Linked DNA regions of Oryctolagus cuniculus: region 1 is linked to region 2. The links are chromatin contacts, called in public Micro-C maps. All regions are on one chromosome and are shown on one strand. The core of a region is the stretch at or near the end of the contact, and the rest is flanking DNA. Distances in the headings are between cores, read along the strand shown.

Region 1 (5,719 bases), core at 3,159-5,658, 89 kb after region 2:
GGGCCCTGCACCCCATGGGAGACCAGGAGAAGCACCTGGCTCCTGCCATCGGATCAGCGCGGTGCGCCGGCCGCAGCGCGCCGGCCGCGGCGGCCATTGGAGGGTGAACCAACGGCAAAGGAAGACCTTTCTCTCTGTCTCTCTCACTGTCCACTCTGCCTGTCAAAAAAAATAAAAAAAAATTTATTAAAAAATATTTTAAGGAATTGAAAATCATGTTTAAAAGAAAGTAGGGTGATCACGGATTTAGGAAAATTTGCAATAGAAGCCCATCTGGGAGAGGAGATGCTCATATTTGACCCTTGCAGGGTGATATTTTGTAAAGAACTGTCAGCAGAAAATTCAACAGGATTCATTCCATTTCTGAGATTTGTGGAACTGGAGTTCAGTCCAATCTGAAGTAGAGAGAGTATGTTTTACAAATCTGGACAAATAGAACCATATGCTACATGTACAAGGATATTTCAAAAATTCATGGAAAGATGCATGTTATCTTTATTTCCATTTTCCCACATTTTGAGGTATCCTTGTATCTACAAGATGACTTTCTTTAGGAAATGATGGTGGATTGATGTGGAGGAGCAGTGCTCTGAAGCCAGATTGAGTCATTTTAAACCCAACTTATTATTAAATGCAAAGCTCATTGCAAAATAAAAGAGAAAGAATAAAACAATGATCAGTAATTGCAACCATGCATCAGTGTTTTTGAAATGTTTCCTTTGGTTAGTAGGGTCACAGACTGTTTCATTTTTCCTAATTATATCACAACCATTTTCTCCAAGTGGATAAAATTTCCTGCAACATAAATGTTTAAACTATTATTAGATAATTTTAAGTTTCTGAAAAGTTACAAAGGCAGTATAGGGAGTTCAGGTATGTCTGAACCTCACCACGCACAATAATGAAAACCAGAAAGTTAACATTGGTCCAGTATTATTATCAAAACCACAGATGTCCTTTTTCTTTCCCAGGCTCCAACCTAGGAGCCTACATCACTCTGGGATGTCAAGTCTCTCTTGTTCCCTCCAACATGGAGCAATTCCTCAGTCTCTCCTTGTTGTCAGGGCCTTAACACTTTTGAGAACATTGGCCAGTTTGTTTGCAGGCTTTTTCTACATGTGACTTGATTTTCCTATGATTTGAATGGGTTTTGCATTGTTTAAAAAACATTTATTCATTTATTTGAAAGGCAGAGTTACAGAGAGAGGCAGAGAGAGAGAGAGGCAGAGAGAGAGAGAGAGAGAGAGAGAGAGAGAGAGAGAGAAAGAGAGAGAGAGAGAGGCAGACAAAGAAAGAGAGAGGTCTTCCATCTGCTGGTTCACTCCCCAGATGGCCACAACAGCCAGAACTGCGCCATTCCGAAGCCAGGAGCCAGGAGCTTCTTCTGGGTCTCCCACATGGGTGCAGGGGCCCAAGGACTTGTGCCATCTTCTGCTTTCCAAGGCACATCAGCCAGAAGCTGGATCAAAAGTCGAGCAGGGCCAGCACTGTGGCGTATACAGTGGGTAAAGCTGCCAGCATCCCATATGAGTGCTGGTTTGAGTCCTGGCCACTTCACATTCTTTTTTTTTTTTTTTTTTTTTTTAAGATTTTATTTATTTTATTTGAGAGTTAGAGTTACAGACAGTGAGAGGAAGAGACAGAGAGAAAGGTCTTCCTTCCGTTGGTTCACTCCCCAAATGGCCGCAAGAGCCGGAGCTGTGCTGGAGGCCAGGAGCCTCCTCTGGGTCTCCCATGTGGGTGCAGGGGCCCAAGGACTTGGGCCATCTTCTACTGCTTTCCCAGGCCAAAGCAGAGAGCTGGATCGGAAGTGGAGCAGCTGGGACTAGAACCGAAGCCCATATGGGATGCCGGCACTGCAGGTGGAGGATTAACCTACTGCACCATGGTGCCAGCCCCCTGCTTCACTTTCAGTCCCGCTCTCTGCTATGGCCTGGGAAAGCAGTAGATGGCCCAAGTCTTTGGGCCCCTGCACCCACGTGGGAGACCCAGAAGAAGCTCCTGGCTCCTGGATTCAGATCAGCGCAGCTCCGGCCATTGTGAACCAGCGGGTGGAAGACCTCTCTCTCTCTCTCTCTCTCTCTCTGCCTCTACCTCTCTGTAACTCTGCTGCCTTTCAAATAAATAAATAAATCTTAAAAAAAAAAAAGTGCTATGCCACAGCGCCAGCCCCAAGGTTTTGCATTTTTGGCAGCAACACTGCAGAACCTGTGCCTAGTCCTCCACCCAGCATGGCAGGAGGGCCCTGTTGATGATGTTAACCTCAATCACTTGGTTAAGGTGATGTCTGCCAGGCTTCTCTGCTGTAAAGTTACTCTTCCCCCTTATTATCAATTAATATCTCGGGGGGATTGTGTAATGGAGCCCCTTAAGTTAAAAAAAAGAAAACTCTGCTCCTCCATTGAGCTCCAATTTCCCTTCCCAGGTAGTAACAGGCAAACAAATCCCTCAGCCCTGTTAGCCATCTGCAAGCTGTTTCTCCTTCAGGACCACCCCGCTTTCCTCCCTCCATTTTCTTCCCCTGTCAAATTCTGCAGCCCTCTTATGATCAATTTCTAAGTGTTTTGCCTGCCCCCACCCTGAAAAAAATTCTTATTCTTTAAAGAAGCACTTGGGGGCCAGTGCTTTGGCACAGCAGATTCAGCTGCCTTCTTTAGTGCCAACATTCCATATGGGCTGCTCCACTTCTGATCCAGCTCCCTGCTAATGCACCTGGGAAAGCAGGGAGGGTGGCCCAAGTGCTTGGGTCCCTGTTACTCACATGGGAGACCTGGAAGGAGCTCCTGGCTTCAAACTGGTCCAGCCCTGGCCGTTGTGGCCATTTGTGGAGTGAACCAGTGGATGGAAAATCTCAGTCTCTCTTTCCTCCTCTGCCTTTCAAATGAATATAATAAAATAAGTCTTAAAAAAAGAAGCAATTGGCCGGTGCCGCGGCTCACTAGGCTAATCCTCCGCCTTGCGGCGCCGGCACACCGGGTTATAGTCCTGGTCGGGGCGCCGGATTCTGTCCCGGTTGCCCCTCTTCCAGGCCAGCCCTCTGCTGTGGCCAGGGAGTGCAGTGGAGGATGGCCCAGGTGCTTGGGCCCTGCACCCCATGGGAGACCAGGAAAAGCACCTGGCTCCTGGCTCCTGCCATCGGATCAGCGCGGTGCGCCGGCCGCAGCGCGCCGGCCGCGGCGGCCATTGGAGGGTGAACCAACGGCAAAGGAAGACCTTTCTCTCTGTCTCTCTCTCTCTCTCACTGTCCACTCTGCCTGTCAAAAAAAATAAAAAAAAAAAAAAAGAAGCAATTAATGATCAGGGCAGAATAAATGTCATGAAGCTTATGGATGGAATGATATGTTATCAAGGTGTGCGTCCTAGGGTGATCATGCCAGATTTTGCACATACACAGCTCAGAGAGAAGAAGTACCAAAGACATTCCCTAAAACTCAACCCCTCTCCCTCCACCCCCAATTTCTCCAGCTTGTGTGTTTATAGGAGCCCCTTCCCTGAGCTAGAAGGGAGGTAATTTGGAGGGGAGAGCCCTTACCTCCTTTGCCTGGCCACACAAAAAGCAAACACAATGTCTCGGCCAACACACTCGTTGCTCTGGTTCTACAACAATTATTTGGGAAGGTACACATTCCTGTTTCTCCTTGAACTTTCACCTATTTTGGCATCCATCCTTACGCTACAATTATTACCGTGGTGTCCTAATGACCTTCTATTTTCCTCATTCTTTGTATGTTTATTGATTGTAATTATGTAAAGTACAAGGTTGTTTCTTCTCCTCTACTTATTTAAATCATTTATTTATATCAGAACGCACTCAGGGTGTTCATCTATAGATTATGATCCAATACTATCATTACAACGTTGTGCAAACTTGCAAAATGGCTTAAATGGCAGAGTAATATTCCAATTACATGTCTGTATCACGAATTCCCAAACCAAATCTCTAATGCTGAACACTTAGATGTTTCCCATTATTGGACACTATTAATGGTGTTTGATATACATGCATCTTTGCATTTTTAAATGTTTTTCCATAAATTAGTTTCCTAACAGGAATTATGGGATGTTGGAAAAGTACCCTTTTGGTTTTGATCTAAGCGGCAGAAACTGTCATCATGTCAACATGGAAATCACACACACGCCACGCTCTCCACTCAAACTACCCAGCTGTGGGCAGACACACGGTAGGATCCCGAGCTCAAGGGGGCCCCTGTCGGCAGGGTGACTTGGCGACAGTGTCTCACTAGCACGGAACAATAAAGTTATTGATGTTGAAGAAGAAACTTCCGGTAGGGGCATTCCTATTTCCGTCAGGGCCCTGCCTGTCTCAGCCACTGCTACAACCCAACCGGAAATACTTGTACCCAGTTTAAAGCCACGTCTATCCTGGTTTCGGCCCCGCCCACATACTGGGAAGCGTTTCCGGGGCAAAGTCACTCCGGCTCGCCCCGCCCCGCAGCCGGTGCTGCGCTGGAAACCCGGGTTCTCCCGGAAGTGGCCGGGACCTCTCTGTCGGGGTCCCCTCTGTCCCGCTGCTGCTGAGGGCCGCGGGGGCGGAGGCGATGGCGGAGGCGGCGCTGCTGCTGCTGCCAGAGACGGCGGCGGACCGGGACGCCCGGGAGAAGCTGGCTCTCTGGGATCGGAGACCAGACTCGACGGCGCCGCTGACCGACAGGCAGACCGACTCGGTGCTGGAGCTGAAGGCGGCGGCGGAGAACCTGCCGGTGCCGGACGAGGTGAGGCGAGGGGGCGGGAACCGGGCTGGGCGAAGGCACGGGGATGCTTCTCAGCCGTCCTGGCGGGACTCTGGCCTCGCCAGCCTCTGCCCGGGCTCTCTGTGCACTCCTCCCTGGACACGGTGGCTGGATCCAGTGGGAGGGGCCCTTCCCCTCCCGGGGCTGTCAGGCCTCGCGTTGCCGCGACCCCGACCGAGCTGCCACCCACCCAGGGAAGGTTGCGGGAGCATCCAGTGGCCGATGCCCGCCGGCACCCCAGTCTCTCCCTGTGGCGTGGGACGGTTGGCTGGGAGCTTTGCCCGGGGCGTCTTGCCCCAGGCGTGACCCTGCTGCCCACCGCCTTTCTGGAGGGGCGCCGACCCTGAGGGCTTTGGCTGCAGGAGAGGCTCCAGGTGGTGCTCGTTGACCACCTTAATGAATAACCTCGCCGCCTTTTACCTTTGGCAAGGGGGACTTGGGGAGAACGAAACTTGATCCTGAGCGTCTTTCATTCATCAGACATTGAACGCTGGGCTGTCGATCAAGTGCAGGTTACGGGAGATCCGATTTATTTGACCCGTGCATAGCAATAAAAGTGAATTTCTTTGCAAACTGGACCAGTACATTGTTAAGGTATGCTAGTTTAATCCAGTTACCGTTGAGAGAGGCATAGTACTGCGTCTGTGAATTTCAGTTTAATTAGTTTTATGGACAACAGGGACGTCCTATGAATTGTCGGATGTGACAAACTTTTTCTTGTTTTGAGGACCAGGTTTAAGAGTATTAAAAGCCAGTGATGGTTATTTTTGGTGTTGGAAGCATTCTTTTTACTTGCTTTAGAAATTATGTCCAAATGAAGGTTGACTTGGCCTTTAGCTTTTTCTGCCTTGAGACCTCAGAGGTTTGCTTTGGAAGTTTTCTGCACATTCAGTCTTGCACACCCTGCCATAAAGTAGGCGTTCGTTCCTTGGCTTCTCTAACTGGAGGATGTTGTGCCGGAAGTGGGT
Region 2 (5,813 bases), core at 1,081-3,580:
CCACCACTCCAATCTCGTCCATCACTAGTCCTGTCACTTCTGTTTTAAGCCCTTCCACCTCTCTCCCATCTCCATTTGTCCAGGCCACCATCATCCTTCACCTGGACGACAGCACTTGGCTTCCACTTGTCCTCCTACTCTTGCCTCCCTATAATCTATTATTCATCCAGCGCCATCTTCTTAAAATGTCAGAGATCACACAGAACCCTTGCTTAAAAACTTACAAAGATGTCTCATTGCACTTCAAATAAAACTCGAACTTCTTAGCAGCGTCTAGAAAGGAGAGGAAATATTTTTTAAAGATTATTATTTTTTTAAAGATTATTATTTATTTGAGAGCTAGGGTTACAGACAGAGGAAGTGATAGAGAGAGGTCTTCCATCCACTGGTTCACTCCCCAAATGGCCGCAATGGCCAGAGCTGGGCTCATCTGAAGCCAGGAGCTTCTTCCAGGTCTCCCACATGGGTGCAACGGCCCATGTACTTGGGCCATCTTCTACTGCTTTCCCAGGCTATAGCAGAGAGTTGGATTGGAAGCGGAGCAGCCAGGACTTGAACTGGCTCCCATATGGGATGCCAGTGCTGCAGGCGGTGGCTTTACCTACTACACCACAACACCAGCCCCAAGAACAATACTGAGCATGGGTGTTGAGGCTGCACTGCCCAGGTTTAAATTCCAGTTTTGTCACCTACGATAAAACTTGGAGCAAAGTACTTACCCTTTCTGTGCCTTAGATTTTTCTCATCTATAAAATTCATAGCATGACACTACCATCTACTTCATTTAAAAAAACAAGACTTGGCCGGTGCCGTGGCTCAATAGGCTAATCCTCCACCTTGCGACGCCGGCACACCGGGTTCTAGTCTCGGTCGGGGTGCCAGATTCTGTCCCGGTTGCCCCTCTTCCAGGCCAGCTCTCTGCTATGGCCCGGGAGTGCAGTGGAGGATGGCCCAAGTCCTTGGGCCCTGCACCCCATGGGAGACCAGGAGAAGCACCTGGCTCCTGGCTCCTGCCATCGGATAAGCGCGGTGTGCCAGCCGCAGAGCGCGGGCCGTGGTGGCCATCGGAGGGTGAACCAACGGCAAAGGAAGACCTTTCTCTCTGTCTCTCTCTCTCACTGTCCACTCTGCCTGTCAAAAAAAAATTTATTTTTTTGAAAGGCAGAGTTAGAGAAGGAGAGAGAGAGAGAAAAAAAGTGCTTCTGTCTGCTGGTTCCCTCCCCAAATGCCACAATGGCAAGGGCTGGGCCACACCGAAGCCAGGAGCCAGGAGCTTCTTCTAGGTCTCCCACATGGGTGCAGGGGCCTAAGCATCTGGGCCACCCTCTGTTGCCTTTCCCAGGTATACTTGTAGGGAGCTGAATCAAAAGTGGAGCAGCCAGGACATGAACTGGCGCCCATAGGGAATGATGGCATCCCAGACGAAGGCTTAACCTGCTATGCCACAATGCCGGCGGAGCATCTACTTCTTTTTAAAAATATATATTTATATTTATTTTACTCAAAATCCAAGGAAGCAGAAAGAGATCTTCCATTTGCTGGTTCACTCCTGGCCTGCAGTAGCCAAGGGCAGGCCAGTCCAAAGTCAGGACCCCAGATCTCAATCTTGGTCTCCCATGTAGGTGGCAAGGACTCAAGCACCCAAGCCATCACCTGCTGCCTCCCAGGCAGGAAGTTGAAGTGGAAGTGGAGAAACTGAGACTCAAATCAGGAACTCCAATACTGGATCCTTTTTATAAAAAAAATAAAAGGTTTTATTTACTTATTAGAAAGGCATGGTGATGGAGAGGGAGATTCATCTTCCAGCCACTGGTTCACTCCCCAAATGGCCACAGCAGCCAGGTCTGGGCCAGGCCAAAGCCAGGAGCCAGAACTCCATCTGGACTTCCCACGTGGGTGCAGGTGCCCAACCTCTTGGGCCATCTTCTGCTGCGTTCCCAGGTGCGTTAGCAGGGAGCTGGGTCAGAAGCGGAGTAGCCCAGACTCCAACTGGCACTCTGATGTTGGATGCTGGTGTTACAAGTGGCAGCTTAAACCACTGGGCCACCATGCTGGTCCCATGGAATGCTGGCACCTTAACCACTGAACCACATGCTTGCCCCATCATCTCTTTCTTAAGGTGGGCAGTGGGCACCCAATGAGACAGCACATGTAAATCAGGTGGAATGGTGCCCATACGTCCTCTGTGATTATTGCTAATCCCTACCCGTTTCATATCAGTTCATGCCCCCTTCTCAGGATGCTCTAGCCACCCTGGCTTGCTCTGAGTGCCTCAGATGAGCACTAGACCACCTGCAGTCCCCTCCCGCTTTGTATGGCTCTTTCTAGAACAACTTTCAGATCTTAGTTTCAAGACAGCGTCAGAGAAAGGCTATCCTTGACCGTTCTCTGGCCACCATCTGCTTGTCGGTATGTATTTAATACTTGCCTTCATCGGTAAAGTCTTGGCTTCTGCCGCCAGAGAACTGCTTGGACTTTATTGGGCGTTCCATAAACTCCTGCTGAGAAGAGGCCTGAAAACTACGAAGTCTGTGCAGCTTCTGAGAAAGCCAGTCTCTACCCAGTGCTTGCCCTTGCTTCCCCAAGTGTCAGCGGGCGTAGTACTCATCTCGTCATCCCGGTGGGGAAACGCATCACATCCTTGGTTACAAAGAGGCTGCGGACGCCCCCAGCACGCCCCTGAAGCGCGGTAGGATGCGGTTACGATTTCCCGCCTGTCCGGCAGAGGGCGCGGCCGAGCCGCGGCAGTCTGGGGCGGGGCCGGGGCGAGCCGAGCGGCGTTCTCAGGGAGTGCAGTGACCAGGATTAGCACCTTCCCAGGGCGCCTTCCAACAGCCCCGCAGAGTGCAGGGCTTTCCAAGTCCCTCTGAGGATCACCGGGACTAGGAGAGACTGAAAAACTCGAATTCCGGTTCGGTGGGCGTTGGGTGGGCCTACCTGCTGGTTTTGCAGATCCAGAGCTTTGGGTCGCGTGGGTGGTGATTGGCTGGAGTGGGCTCTGGGAGCGGCAGGGGTGAGGGAGAGACCGGCCTGGGTAGCAGTCCTAGTCCTATGGCGCCTTGGCTGTGACCTTTCTGTGAAGTCCACCCCGACCGTACTTGTAAGGCAGAGGTGGTAAAGACGGAGCTGTTGCAGAGCCTGGTTCAAAGCCTCCTGGTTTCTGAGCTGAGTCACAGGCAGAGGCGCGGCCCTGGGACCCCCACGTGTGGCCTTGTCCCTACGAAGGAAGATGCCATGTGATCCAGTATTCGGAGACCTGAAGACAACACTTAGTTCCTGAACTTCTGAACCCTGTCTGCCGCTGCCTGTGCCCCCTCATTTGCTGTTCCTGGGGAGGGCGGCCGAGCTGTACAGCAGTAGACCATCATAGCAGTTTCCAGTTAGGAGGGATCGTAGGCAGCATGGAGTGAACCCACCCTGTGTCTCAAACAGGCACCTGCTGGGGAGCACAGAGCTGTGGGCCGGCGGCCTCACCAGCACACACCTGCTGCCTCAGGAAGCTTTGGGAACAGATCACTCTGGATCTTGTTCTTGTCCTCTAGAGGAAACAAAGGGAGACTTGCTTTTAAAATCAGTGATTCCTGCTCTCTGTTTTGGGGTTGCTATTCCTGCCTTATCCAACATCAGACTCGGGACAAACGTGGGGTGATAGTGACTGTAATAATAACAGTTGGTGCCAGTGCTAAGTTGCCTGGCATTTTTCTTTTTGTTTTTAAAGGTTTATTTATTTGAAAGGAAGTGCAAGAGCGAGAGCGAGAGCGAGAGAGAGAGAGAGAAATCTTCCATTCCGTGGCTCACTCCCCAAATGGCTGCAACAGCCAGGGCTGGGCCAGGCTGAAGCCAGGAGCCTGGAACTCCACCTTGGATCTCTCCCTGCATGGGAGCAGGGGCCTGAGTTGGGCCACCTTCTGAGCAGCCTTCCCAGGCACCTTAGCAGGGAGCTGGATCAGAAGTGGAGCGGCCGAGACTTTAGCTGGCAGTCTGATGTGGGATGCTGGTGTCACACTAGGTGGCTTAACCTGCTGCACCATGGTGCCGGCCCCTGCCTGGCATTTTCCAAGTGCTTAGGGACACCATCTCACCTAACCCTCATTATATCCTATTCGTTCATTCATTTGTCAATATTTATTAAGACTTCAAAGGATCCCAGGCACTGGGATGCCTCAGTAAGGGAAGGTGCATTGTGGCGGAGAGAAGCTGATACTCACAATCACACAAGGAAATGAGATTTTTGGACCGCGATACGAGCTTTGAGAAAACGTCGATGCAGCGTTGTTGTAGGAAGTGGCTGGGAACAGGGGACTGGGATGTGGCTGATGAGATGGAGCTTACACACCGAGATCTTGGAGAAAGCTCCCTGCACAGAGGACAAAGCAGGTCATGCAAAGCCGCAGGGAATGAGCTCCAGGGTGCAAAGGATCTGGAAGGAGCCTGGTGTTCCTGGAATCCAGTGAGCAGGCGGAGAGGCCCGGGGAGTGCTCTGGACAGAGAGGAACTGAAGCCCGGAGTGGTTTAGAGGGGGTGCCTCTGGAGAGGGAGGGGGGCAGGTCCAGGTTGGTTATGCTCACTTGTCCCCTGGCCCTGCCCTTGGCCTTACCCTAACGCAAGTTCTTGGGTTAGGGCCTTACCCTTAACCTTGCTTTGGGAAAAGGGTCCCTGAGACAGGACTTTGCAGGGAGGTGCTGGTGGGAAGTGTCCAAAAAGTAGTCACAGGACTCCGGGAGGTAGACAGTATTGAACTCATTTTGCACAGAGGCACAGAGCCAGGGCAGGCTGGATGGTGTCTGTCATCTATTTGCTTCCATTTTCTGCATCCTTCCTGCCTTTATTTCTACCTCTGCTTGCCTTCCCCCTTCAGTGCACTCCCGGTGCCTTTCTCCTTAGCCCGGTCCTGCCATCCCCTGACCTCACCTGGCCCCGTCTCCTCTCCCAGCAGCCTCTGAGCCCAGTGTTCAGTTCTCTTCGAGTTCTCGGGTCCCTATTCCCGTGGAAATCAGAGCCCGGTTTCCTGTTGTGTAAACAGCCATCACCAGGTCACGCCTCATCCCTGTCTCCTGTTTATTAGTGATGCCATGTGTGCTTCCCATGTCTGCCCCTTGCAAGGCTCCCCGAGGGGCTCCTGGGGGTGTCCTTAACAGCACATCCAGCGACCCCGAAATTACGATTGTATTGCGTTCTGGAGTTTACAATAAATGGCCTAAGCTCTCAGTTCTAAAGGTTTTTAAAATAGAAAAGGCAGATCTTTCTCTTTGGGGGAGTTAGCAAGTAACTGCTACAGTCTCAGAGCCCATGAGACACTGCCTGGAAATGAACCGGGTGCAGTTTGCTCCTTTCCTGCATGGATTTACCCAAACCTGTACTGGCCCTCATGCCTGGGGGGTAGGAGCATTTTTTGTGATCCTCAGGGAGTCACAGGAGAATCTCAGTGTCCAATGCAGCCTCTAAAACTGCTCCCATATGTCACTCATCTTCAGAATCAACCCATGTAGCTGGCTTAGAAAAGGTAAGCGACTTCGTCGAGGTCACCCAACTGATTCCTGGAAGAACTGGGTCTAACCAGAGCCTTAGAGCTCTGCTCTTATTCCTCTGGATCTTAATCCTTTGGGCTTCAGAATGGGTGAGTTTGGCATTAGGGTCTTTACTACATTGGCCCATCGTTTATTAAACCATCCTGACATGAGAGTTGTGTGACCATGGCTGGGTTTGGGACTTTCCAGGTTTTCCTACCAACTATATGTGAAAGAGTTACAGAGAGAGGAGGGGAAAGAGAGAGAGAGAGAGATATCTGCCATCTGCTGGTTCACTTCCCATAT

What was found. Hi-C and Micro-C count contacts between places; a contact is called where the count stands out from the background.
Region 1: a contact with region 2 is called in a Micro-C map of ear pinna, with 3 times the contacts expected there. The contact joins the promoter of COG3 here to the enhancer-like site in region 2. A contact is called at or near these places in 2 of 6 Hi-C or Micro-C datasets (ear pinna and an unstated tissue).

Annotation. Positions count from the first base shown.
Region 1 is chr9:64,557,842-64,563,560 of mOryCun1.1, forward strand. It overlaps COG3 (component of oligomeric golgi complex 3), which reads left to right and starts at 4,409. Exons shown (of 23, transcript XM_002712958.5): 1 at 4,409-4,733. The coding sequence starts at 4,560.
Region 2 is chr9:64,470,986-64,476,798 of mOryCun1.1, forward strand. All of the region lies in intron 1 of SLC25A30 (solute carrier family 25 member 30), which reads left to right. Among named protein-coding and RNA genes, the nearest start is that of TPT1, 28 kb to the left of the region's middle. Within about 2 kb of position 2,331, at least 2 of the 8 cell types and tissues checked have an H3K27ac peak or open chromatin away from gene starts, as enhancers often do.